3 separate regions of the Sus scrofa genome follow, and all the other regions are linked to region 2. Evidence: chromatin contacts called from public promoter capture Hi-C and targeted proximity ligation data. All regions are on one chromosome and are shown on one strand. The core of a region is the stretch at or near the end of the contact, and the rest is flanking DNA. Distances in the headings are between cores, read along the strand shown. Region 1 has its middle 20 kb from the start of RRM2. Region 2 holds the start of NOL10 (nucleolar protein 10). Region 3 holds the start of RRM2 (ribonucleoside-diphosphate reductase subunit M2).

Region 1 (3,454 bases), core at 208-2,707, 490 kb before region 2:
TGTCTTGAGGGCTGGCCAGGGGACAGTTTTGAAGCTGCTTTCAGTTCTGAGGACTGAGCTCAGCTACGTCCTGCTCCGCTGTGTATGGGCCAGGCTCAGAGGGGTTAAGTCTGCACGTGGCAGGAGTTCCCGTTGTGGCTCAGCAGGTTAAGAACCTGACTAGTAACTATGAGGATTGCGGATTTGAACCCTGGCCTTGTTCAGTGGGGTAAGGATCCGGCGTCACCGTGAGCTGTGGTGTAGGCCAGCAGCTGCAGCTCCAATTCGACCCCTAGCCTGGGAACTTCCCTATGCTGCAGGTGCAGCTGTAAAAAGAAAACAGAAAAAACAAAAAAACAAGTCTGCAGGTGGCAGAGCTCAGAAGTCAGGTGGCATGTCGGGCCCTCTGCCTCTCCACCCCCACTGTGTCCCCAGGGCTTCAGGGAGCTAGTGCCACCCAGCCATGCTCAGTGACACGTGTCTTGGCTGTATTAGGATGATGTCCCTTCGTGCTGGCTCCCCAGGACGACTGTCAGCCCCTCCTAGGCAGGCCTGGTCTCCTCTGCCTCCCCGTGGCTACCAGCAGAGGCAGCCAGAGGATAACCACTTGTGACGTGGTTGAATGGAGGGAGCCTGGTGCCTGCTGTCTGGTGACTGGCTCCAGGGAGGGAGGGAGCGGGAGCAGGGGAAGAACTCCCTTGCTGGCTGCTCTTGGGAAGGAAGGAGCAGGAGAGGGAGTGGGGGAGCTGTTCCGGGGTCAGGGGTCAGAAGCTGGGGGCACAGGTGAGCACACAGAGCCGTGGGGAGGAGGGTGAGGTGCGGGCTGGGAGGCCACTGAGTCAGCCCTACTCTGTACCCTCTCTGCTCCAGGTGCTGGCGAGACAAGGAAGCACAAAGCAGATGAGCCCAGGCCCTTGCGGAGACTGCAAACCAGCCTGATGTGCAGTAAGTCAGGTGCTCCGGAGGAAACAGAACGGGGGGCGGGGGGCACCCGCTCTTTCCTGTGGGTGGTCAGCAAAGGGCTATCTGAGGAACTGGAGCAGAAAGTGGGCACAGACCACATCATGGGCGGAGGCAAGGCCGTTTCCAGCAAGGGAAGTGCAAGTGCAAAGGCCCTGTGGCAGGAACCTCTTGTTTTCATGTGGTCAGAGTCTGGGCAGGAGACAGGGGCAGCTCTGCGGCGTTTGTCTGTGCGTGGGGTTCTCCTGGGGTCTCGTAGGCCCAGGCAGAGAGCTTGGCTTTTGTTCTAGGGGGAGAAGATGCCTGGGAAGTTTGGAATCAGCCTTCCTTTTTTTTTTTTTCCTTGGCTGCTCCCACAGCATGTGGAAGTTCCCAGTGACCAGAGCCATAGCCGTGACAATCCTTCATCTGCTGAGCCACCAGGGAAATCCCTAAGCGCTTTTCATAGGCTGACTCATTCACTGCTCGCAATCCCTTTACAGGGAGGAACTGAAGGCACAGAGAGGTTAACTGACCTGCTCAAGGTCACACAGCCAATAAGAGGAAGAGCTGCTGGTACGTGAGCCTGGGGCAGCCTGGTTCCGGAGTCTTGCACTGAACCTTCGCGTCTGTTGTGCTGCCCCCTTGTGGCCCCTTCGGTTCTCACCAGTGTCCCCTTGGCTCTGTGAACCCACACCTGCTGCTCTGGAGGCTTCTTCTCAGTCCCCTTCGCCTCCCCCTGGCCCCCTACCTCCTCCTGCAGCGTTGCTCCCTGGGGCCTCTGCACACTTGTCTGGAATCGCAGCCCTCTCCGGACTTCAGAGACCTCTCCATGGGGACTCCCACCAACACTAGCCAAACTGCACCCCTAAGACGCTTGCCATTTTCTGTTTCCGGTGACGGGCACCTCCCCCCTACCCCGGCCTCTCTAGGTCATAAATCCAGGCCCTGGGTGCAGGGAGGCAGGAAGGCCTGCTATCCCTCGTGTGGCCAGAAGAGGGAGCCTCCTCCCCTCCCCTCTCCCTCGCTGCACCCCCCCACACCCCGGCCCCTGCCCCCAAAAGAGGTCTTCCCTCCTCTGACCTCCCCAGCTCCCCCGCCAGGGGCAGTGAGTCCCCTGAGGGCAGGAATGGGGTCTAATTGTCCCCTTGTTATCATCAGCTAGCATCTGGCACAGGCCTGGCAGTCTGGATTCTTTCAAATGCTTGGGTTTTGTTTGTTTGTTTCTTTTTTTCTTTTTAGGGCCACACCTGCGGCATCTGGAAGTTCTCAGGCTGGGATGGAATCAGAGCTGCAGCTGCCGGCTTACACCACAGCTCCCGGCAATGCCGGATCCTTAATCCCCTGAGCCAGGCCAGGGATCAAACCTGTATCCTCCGGAAATTTTTTTTTTTTTTTTTTTTTTGCTCGTTTGTCTTTTTAGGGCCACACCTGAGGCATGTGGAGATTCCCAGGCTAGGGGTTGAATTGGAACGACAGCTGCCGGCCTGCACCACAGCCACAGCAACACCAGATCTGAGCCTCGTCTGCGACCTACACCACAGCTCACGGCAACACTGGATCCTTAACCCCTTGAGCCAGGCCAGGGATCGAACCTGTATCCTCATGAATACTAGTCAGAATCTTAACCTGCTGAGCCACTGCAGGAGCTCCTGGATTCTTTCCAGTGTTAATTGAATGAGTGAGGGAGGGAATGGCCTGGGGGAGGCCTCTGTCTCTGACACAGGAGCAGGGGGTCACAGGGCTGGGGATTAATGACGGTGGATAATGCTGTGGAGGCCCTGACCGCCCCGAGGGGGTGGCCACTTCCTCCCCCCCCCCTCCCCTCTAACCTGTGGCTGCAGAGGCTCTGCTTGCTCACAGGGCCTCCTGGAGACTGTCCTGTGACCGGAGCTTCAGGCCTTCAGAGCCAGACACCCGAACGGAGGCGGGCTTCCTTCCACAAGTGTCGCCAAGCTCAGGGCCGGGCCAGCTGGCCAGCTGGCGCCAGAGATCTTGGGTTCTTCCCAGGTCGGTGCCGAGGTCTCCCCTCTGCTCGTTAATGCACAATTGATTTCTTTTGCAATTTTCTTTGGAACCTGTGCTTGTCCAAATGCTCACATGATGTGGCGGGAACTGGGTTTTATGAAGCCGTTGGCAGGGCAGCGTGTGGCATCCCTGTGGTTCTGGGGGTTTCTGGGCCTTGGGGCTGTGGCTCCAGCTGCCGACAGCTGCCTGCCTCCGCAACAGTCAGCTCATGAGCCCAGCAGCTTCCTCTCCCCAAACACACAGGTGACCTTGTGACTCTGGCCCTTCCGTGGTCCACAACAAACTCTTCCTGCGTGTGGGTGCAATTCCTATTTTTAATAGCCAAGCTACAGAGCAATTGTGGGGCTTCTACTTCCTTTTGGATGGAAGGCTTCCAGAAATATATCTTTGCTTCTGTAGAATCCAGGAAGTTGGCTTAGCCGAGAAGGGGTCAGCAGGTGGTGTGGACCCCCCTAGGAGATGGCCTGTGACGTCACACGTCACTTACGGGGTCCTGCCCTTGAGTCCT
Region 2 (3,469 bases), core at 705-3,204:
GCTGTTCCTCCAACCTGCCGAGCATGCTCCCACTGTCCAAGTTTCTGCTTCAGTGTCACCTCCTGCACAGAGGCCGTCCCTGAGGGTTGAGTAAAAACCACTTTCTCTGAACACTTCACCCACAAGAGCCCTCTCCTAGACACTCAGCACTCAGAGCACTTCAGGACGTGAAGCTGTTCTGTTTGCTTACTTGTTATCCTTCTCTCCAGCCGGGAGCGAATCTGACACGTTCATCACGTATCCCAACACTCAGAACAGCGCTGCCTGCACGTACTCACTTCTCAGCAAATACACAGGATGAAAGAACAAAATGAGACAGATCATATTATATGACAAACAACTGGAGCATAAGGAGTTACCTGCCTGGATTCCTTTTTTTTTTTTTTTTTTGTCTTTTTTCTTTTTAGGGCCGCACCCACGGCATATGGAGGTTCCCAGGCTAGGAGTCTAATCGGAGCTGTAGCCACCAGCCTACACCACAGCCAAAGCCACGCCAGATCTGAGCCACATCTAGGACCTACACCACAGCTCACGACAACACCAGATCCTTAACCCACTGAGCGATGCCAGGGATCGAACCCACAATGTCATGGTTCCTAGTCGGATTCGTTAACCACTGAGCCACGACAGGAACCCCTGACCCAAATTCTGAGAAAAATCTTCTGCGGCTCACAGAAATTCCAAGCTAGGAGTCAAATCGGAGCTGCAGCTGCTGGTCTACACCACAGCCACAGCAATTCAGGGATCCGAGCTTCGTCTCCGATCTACACCACAGCTTGTGGCAATGCTGGATCCTTAACCCACTGAGCAGGGCCAGGGATCGAACCCGCATCGTCATGGATACTAGTCAGGGTCGTTTCCACTGAGCCACAACAGAGACTCCCATCTGAGAAGAACCTAATCACTGGCTCCAAATCTTTTCGGGTCAGACACAAGGACAAGTTACATTTATTCTGATTCCCAAGGGCAAGACTCAGACCAACAGCAGCACCCCAGAAAGTGGTATGTTTTAAAACAACAAGTAGTCTCAAAATGAAAAAGAGCTTCTACAAAAAGTGCTTTGACAGTGGCTTGACCCTGACTTTTAAGAAATAACATCCCAGCTTCAGAGTCTAGGTGTGTGACTCGGACAAAGCTACCGTTCCCCTCAGTGGATCTTTTGCATGTTTTAAACACGAAAGACTGGAAGAGAATCACTGACTTTCCAAGCCCCTTCCAATTCTTAGGTCCCAAGACTCAAAGAAATCAAGACAAGGTTCAGAAATACTGCCGTCTGCACCATAAATGCTGCAGATGCAAAGTCTGCCTTTCTCGTCACTGCTGTATTCTCGAACTTGCCATATAACAGGAATTCAACCAGCAGCTGTTGGGCGGGCATTAATATGGGAAGAAATAATCAACCGGTCCACGTTTTCCTCCTCGGTGTAGCAGCCACTGTGAACATCCTTAAAAGCCCAAAGGGACACCTCCTCTGTTCTAGAGAACTTTACCCCAAAAAAGTTAAGGCAAAGCTCATCGATCCTGATCTCCTCTGGGCCCAGCTTCTGGCGCGGTGACAGCTAGTCCTCGTCCCCCAGCACGGACTAGCTCCCCCGGGGCACCGTCACTCGCCAGTGGCCCTCCCTGAGTCTGGGGCTGACCCGGGCCCCGCTGAAACAGGTGGAATCGGCCAGGGACAGGGCCGAGGAGAGGGGCGGCTGCTCGGCGAGGAGCAGGACCCGGCAGGACTCACCTCGGGAAGGGACTTGCCACAGCTGAGGCTGTAAATCTTCACCTCGTTGAGGCTGGAGACCTGCATGGCGACGCCGAAAAGCTGCGGCCCGAGTTTTTGTCCAGGACCCGCTCCCTACAGGGCTCACGAGCATCAGAACCTTAGGTCCTCCTGGGGCGCCGGGGGAGCGTGGAGGCCATGCACAGCGTGGGGCGCCGGCGCGGGCGCTGAGTGATGACGCACTTCCGGGCGCCGGGGGTGGTGGACGCGTCCATCCCGGAAGCGGGAAGCTGGGGGGTTAGAGAAGAGGAACTAGCGAGGCCGGGGGTCTCTGGGCGACCTTAACGTGGGGAGAGCCAGGAGCCGCTCTCCCTCTTCTCAGCTAGGAGCGGAGGAAGCCTTTAGGGTCGCTGCTCTGGCCGAAGTGTCGAGGTCCCAAGGAGGGCGGTGCTGACCTGGCAGACCGAAGCCTTGAGGGGCGGGGGGTCAGGGATCCCAGGGAGAGAATGCAGCCTGTGAGCAAATTCAGAATGGAAGTGTGGTCCTTTCTCAGCAGTGTTTCTACAACATTACATTAAAAATAAATGCTTTTAAATGTTGATGTATTGGAGTTCCCATCCTGGCTCAGCAGTAACAAATCCAACTAGTATCCATGAAGATGTGGGTTCCATCCCTGGCCTGGCTCAGTGGGTTAAGGATCCCCTGTTGCTGTGAAACTCAGGTGTAGGTCACAGACGCCGCTTGGGTCCCACGTTGCTGTATCTGGCTGTGGTGTAGGCCGGCAGCTGCACTCCGATTTGACCCCTAGCCTGGGAACTTTCATATGCCCTGGGTGCACCCTTAAAAAAACAAAAAATTAAAAATCAAAAAGATTTGATGTATTAAAAGATAGTTGGGGAGTTCCCATCGTGGCTCAGTGGTTAACGAATCCTACTAGGAACCATGAGGTTGCGGGTTTGATCCCTGGCCTTGCTCAGTGGGTTAAGGATCCGGCGTTGCTTTGAGCTGTGGTATGGGTCACAGACAAGGACTGGATCCCCGTGTTAATGTGTCTGTGGTGTAGGCTGGTGGCTGCGGCTCCAGTTGGACCCCTAGCCTGGGAACCTCCATATGCCGTGGAAGCGGCCCTAGAAAAGGCAAAAATATATATATATACATAAAATAAAATAAGATAGTTATTTTCAGGAGTTCCCACTGTGGCACAGTGGGTTAAGAACCTGACTGCAGCAGCTCTGGTTATTGTGGAGGCAGGGAATGGAGGCTTGGGTTTGATCCCCAGCCTAGGACAGTGGGTTAAAGGCTCTGAGGCAGTTGTGGCATAGGCTGTCTGGGACTCAATCCTTGGCCCAGGAACTTCATATGCCTTGGGTTTGGCCATTTAAAAGAAAAAGAAAAAAAAAAAAAAAAGGTTATTTTCATCTCCATTCATTTAACATCCATCCTGTAGGGGAGCAAAATTTGCCCCCAAAATGTCTCTTTGGCATGCTGATTTCAGCGGAAAACAATCAAAGCCCAAAATAATGAAGAAAGGAAGAAATTTTGACCTCCTGGACTGCTTCAAAGAATGTAAATAGAGGACCTGGGAGCTGTGACCTAGACAACTCTAGTAAGACCTGTGTGGAAGGGGAAGACCCTTGCAAGTCTGTGAAAATTTCTTTCTGTGTTGCATTGTCTCTGCCTCGCCAGGCCAGCATTTGTTTACCAAACATTTGCTTTTTAATCTCCCTGTGATTTGCCTTCCTTGCCTTTGAAGCCCCA
Region 3 (3,563 bases), core at 662-3,161, 510 kb before region 2:
CTAGCCTGGGAACCTCCATATGCTTCGGGAGCGGCCCAAGAAACAGCAAAAAGACAAAAAAAAAAAAGGTTCAAATGGTAAATTTTAGCTTATGTATTTTTTTTAGCTTATGTATATTTTAACCACATGCAAAAAATATAAGCCCAATGTAATAAAACCTTTAGATCCAACTTCTAGTTTACAGTAAATACAGTGATCAGAAAGACAAGTTAAATGACACTCTGAAGACACATCAGGCAAATGTAGAACGTGAGACAGTCCACAAGAAAAGTGGCCTGAACATCACACAGCCAATATCATGGGCTAAAAACAAAGTACGGTTGTTCAAATTCAAGAGACTAATGGAGTTCCCGTTGTGGCTCAGTGGTAAGGAACCCAACTAGTGTCCATGAGGATGCAGGTTCGGTCCCTGGCCTCGCTCAGTGGGTTAAGGATCTGGTGTTACTGTGAGCTGTGGTATAGGTCGTAGATGTGGCTCAGATCCCGTGTTGCTGTGGCTGTGGTGTAGACTGGCAGCTGCAGCTCTGATTTGAACCCTAGCCTGGGAACTTCCATATGCCTTGAATACAGCCCTAAAAAGCAAAAAACAAAAACAAAAACAAAAAAGCGACAGACGGGGGGGGGGGCCTAAGAACAACTATACAAACAACCACTGTCTTGATGCCACTGCATGTAACTGACTTTGTTGTCACGTCCACCACTCTGCAGATTAAAAAAAAAAAAAAAATCAAAGAACAAAAAATAAAGCTCATTTGATATGATTTTAAAGAGACTAAAAAGATACAGTGGACAAATGTAATGCATGTGCTAAACAGGATCCTGAATAAAAAGTGAATGAATTAAAAGACACATTTGAAACGACTGGGGAAAATTTGCTTATGGACTAGAAGCTATTAGGTGATGTTAGAGAATTAATGCTGGTTTTCTTAGGTCTGAATATGATGTTGTGGTTACGTTAGTGGATGTTTTTATTTTTAAGAGTTATATGCCGCAACATGCTGAAATATCTGGGGATGAAGTGTCCTTTCTACAACCCACTTTCAAATGATCCAGAAAAAACTAAAGCCTCCCACGTCCAGAAAGAGAAAGCAATAAGGCAAAATGGAAACAACCACTGAATCCCAGGTGGTGGGTGAAGACTGTAGGATTCTTTTGTTTTTCTGTTTGTTGAAAACTTTATTTATTTATTTTTTTGCTTTTGCTTTTTAGGGTTGCACCTGTAGCATATGGAGTTTCCCCGGCTAGGGGTCAAATCAGATCTCCAGCTGCTGGCCTGCCCCACAGACACAGCAATGCCAGACCCCAGCGGTGTCTGTGATCTACACGGCAACGCTGGATCCTTAACGCATTGAGCAAGGTCAGGGATGGAACCCACATCCTCATGGATACTAGTCGTTACTGCTGAGTCACAAGGGGAACTCCGAAAACATTATTAACAAAAATTGGGAGAGGAAAGTTCTAGCTGGGCAGTTTTAGGAACCGTATAACCTTGGACATTCTCCTTGCCTCTCAGACCTTGATCTCAAGAGAACCTCACACTGTCCTTTGCATTTTAAGTGTTAATCACGTGGTCCAGGGGCCCAGGGGCTGTGGAGTTACCGACGTCAGTGTCATTACCAGCGCGGTGTCCCGTATATAGGTGATGAGTGCTGGGGTAGGGTGAGGCGCCTCTTAAGAGGCCACCAAACCCGCCCGCCCTAGATGCTAAAAGTACAACTTCTCCCCGCGCGACCGCAGGACCGGAAGCGGGGGCGGGGCTTACGGTGGCCTGGCGTGGGATCCCGAAGGCTCGAATGAGCGCCTCCTCTCGGAGGTTGGGGGCGGAGTCTCTGTCCTACTGGCCAATCGTGGAGCAGCTGTCAAACAGGCGCAGAGGGAAGCCAGGAAGATTCCTGGTCAGATTCCAGCGCCCGGCCCTAGGCAGCAGCGGAGGGCGCTCTCTCTTCCGGGGAATGGGCCGCCACGTCCCGCCCGGCCTTTTCCTCTCCGGGACCCAGGCGAGAGAGGAGGCCCTGCCTACCAGAAGCCAGGCCCCGCTGCCTCCTCCCGGCTTGACCTCCCCGCAGAGTCACGTAGCCTTCTGCCCCTGCTTCCTCCTTTGTAAAGCGAGAGCGGTAAAAACCCGACCTGGGGGGGAGGGGATGGGACCTCCCAAATGACTCAGAGGTGGGAGGAGGTGAAGGAGAGGATGGCGACTTTTCCCCCTGCCTCGTGGCAGTTCAACCGAAAAAGAAGTCACGGTTTCTGGCTAGTTCACCGAGTTATACTTTATGGTTCCTGTACACACGGAATATAACAGGAGCTAAAAAGCACATGGTGCCTGGAACAGCAACCCAAAGGAGGACTTCAGGTATTAATTACCCGACATTGAGGATTAGAGAAGGACAGAGAATCACTGATAATTGCGATCGTTTTATGGTGGCTGATAAAACCATCACACCTCTATCAATAAAAATATCCATTTTCTGAAAGTGCATGCTGAAGTAAGGGGAAATCGACAATGTCTGTGAGCTGCTTTAAAACAGATAGACCAGAGTCTTAGTTGTTTTGTCTAAGAGATGCGAAGCTCTTTTTTTTTGCTTTTTAGGGCCGTACCCGTGGCATATGGAGGGTCCCAGGCCAGGGGTCTAATTGGAGCTGCTGCAGCTGCCGGCCGACACCACAGCCACAGCAACGCAGGATCCAAGCCACGTCTGGGGACCTACACCACAGCTCATCGCAGCGCCAGATCCTTACCCTACTGAGCGAGGCCAGGGATCGAACCCGTGTCCTTATGGATACTAGTCGGGTTCGTTACCAGGGAGCCACGATGGGAACTCCTTAACACTGCTTCCTCTGCAATCATTTCTTGAATTTTGCCACATTCAGGGCAAAATCTATGGCAAATCTGAAAGATCATGTACAAAGTAAAATGGACACTTTTACTTAGTTCGAATCCCCCCCTCCCCCATGGAGGTTTTCAACCCCCTCTCCAGGATCTTGGATGCCCAATAAGCAGTACATGAATTTCTAGTTCTTCAAGCACACACTGGACTCTTTCCCAGGAGGTTTTGCTTAGTTTGCCATTTTTAAAACAATATTGACACAGAGGACAGTGGTCTGAAAGCAGACACGATTTCAGCGGGAAACTGCACCAAAGGCCCTTCCTGTTAATGTGAAGGTTTCCAAAGAGCTTCCCATTTTACATGAATGGTCTCACTTAATCCTCTCATTTTCTTAGGAATCCCACAGGTTAGGTAGAGCTACCAGCGCACCAATTCTTTAAGTCGGGTGACCTGTCCTAGTGACACAGCAACTGCACCCCGGGACTCTGAAGCCAGCGGCCCTAAATGCTAGGCGCCACGGTCCCCGCTGAGCACCCCACACCTCAGGGACCTTGTACCCCTCCCCCAAGTACACGTATGTAAATCGTCGCAGCCATGGCGCTTCCCTCGCTGCCGGGGCCGTTTTACTGGCCTTTGCACCAACCTCATTTGCAAAACCTCTCGCCCAGAACCGCGAAACCGGTCCGAGAGACGTTTTCGGAGAGGTGGGGCTCTGTGGGGTGGGGTGTCAGCTCCCGC

Evidence for each region. Promoter capture Hi-C pulls out the DNA fragments that hold promoters and counts their contacts.
Region 1: a contact with region 2 is called in a targeted proximity ligation map of alveolar macrophages. A contact is called at or near these places in 7 of 47 Hi-C or Micro-C datasets (epiblast stem cells, liver, mesenchymal stem cells and 3 more) and 1 of 2 datasets of targeted methods (alveolar macrophages).
Region 3: a contact with region 2 is called in a promoter capture Hi-C map of liver, with 7 times the contacts expected there. A contact is called at or near these places in 1 of 5 promoter capture datasets (liver), 9 of 47 Hi-C or Micro-C datasets (alveolar macrophages, heart right ventricle, liver and 5 more) and 2 of 2 datasets of targeted methods (alveolar macrophages and skeletal muscle).

What each region holds. Positions count from the first base shown.
Region 1 is chr3:126,345,289-126,348,742 of Sscrofa11.1, reverse strand. No RefSeq gene overlaps it. Among named protein-coding and RNA genes, the nearest start is that of RRM2, 20 kb to the left of the region's middle.
Region 2 is chr3:125,859,907-125,863,375 of Sscrofa11.1, reverse strand. NOL10 (nucleolar protein 10) reads right to left here and starts at 1,954. Exons shown (of 21, transcript XM_021087848.1): 1 at 1,733-1,954. The coding sequence starts at 1,798.
Region 3 is chr3:126,365,493-126,369,055 of Sscrofa11.1, reverse strand. RRM2 (ribonucleoside-diphosphate reductase subunit M2) reads left to right here and starts at 1,911. Exons shown (of 11, transcript XM_021087850.1): 1 at 1,911-2,114.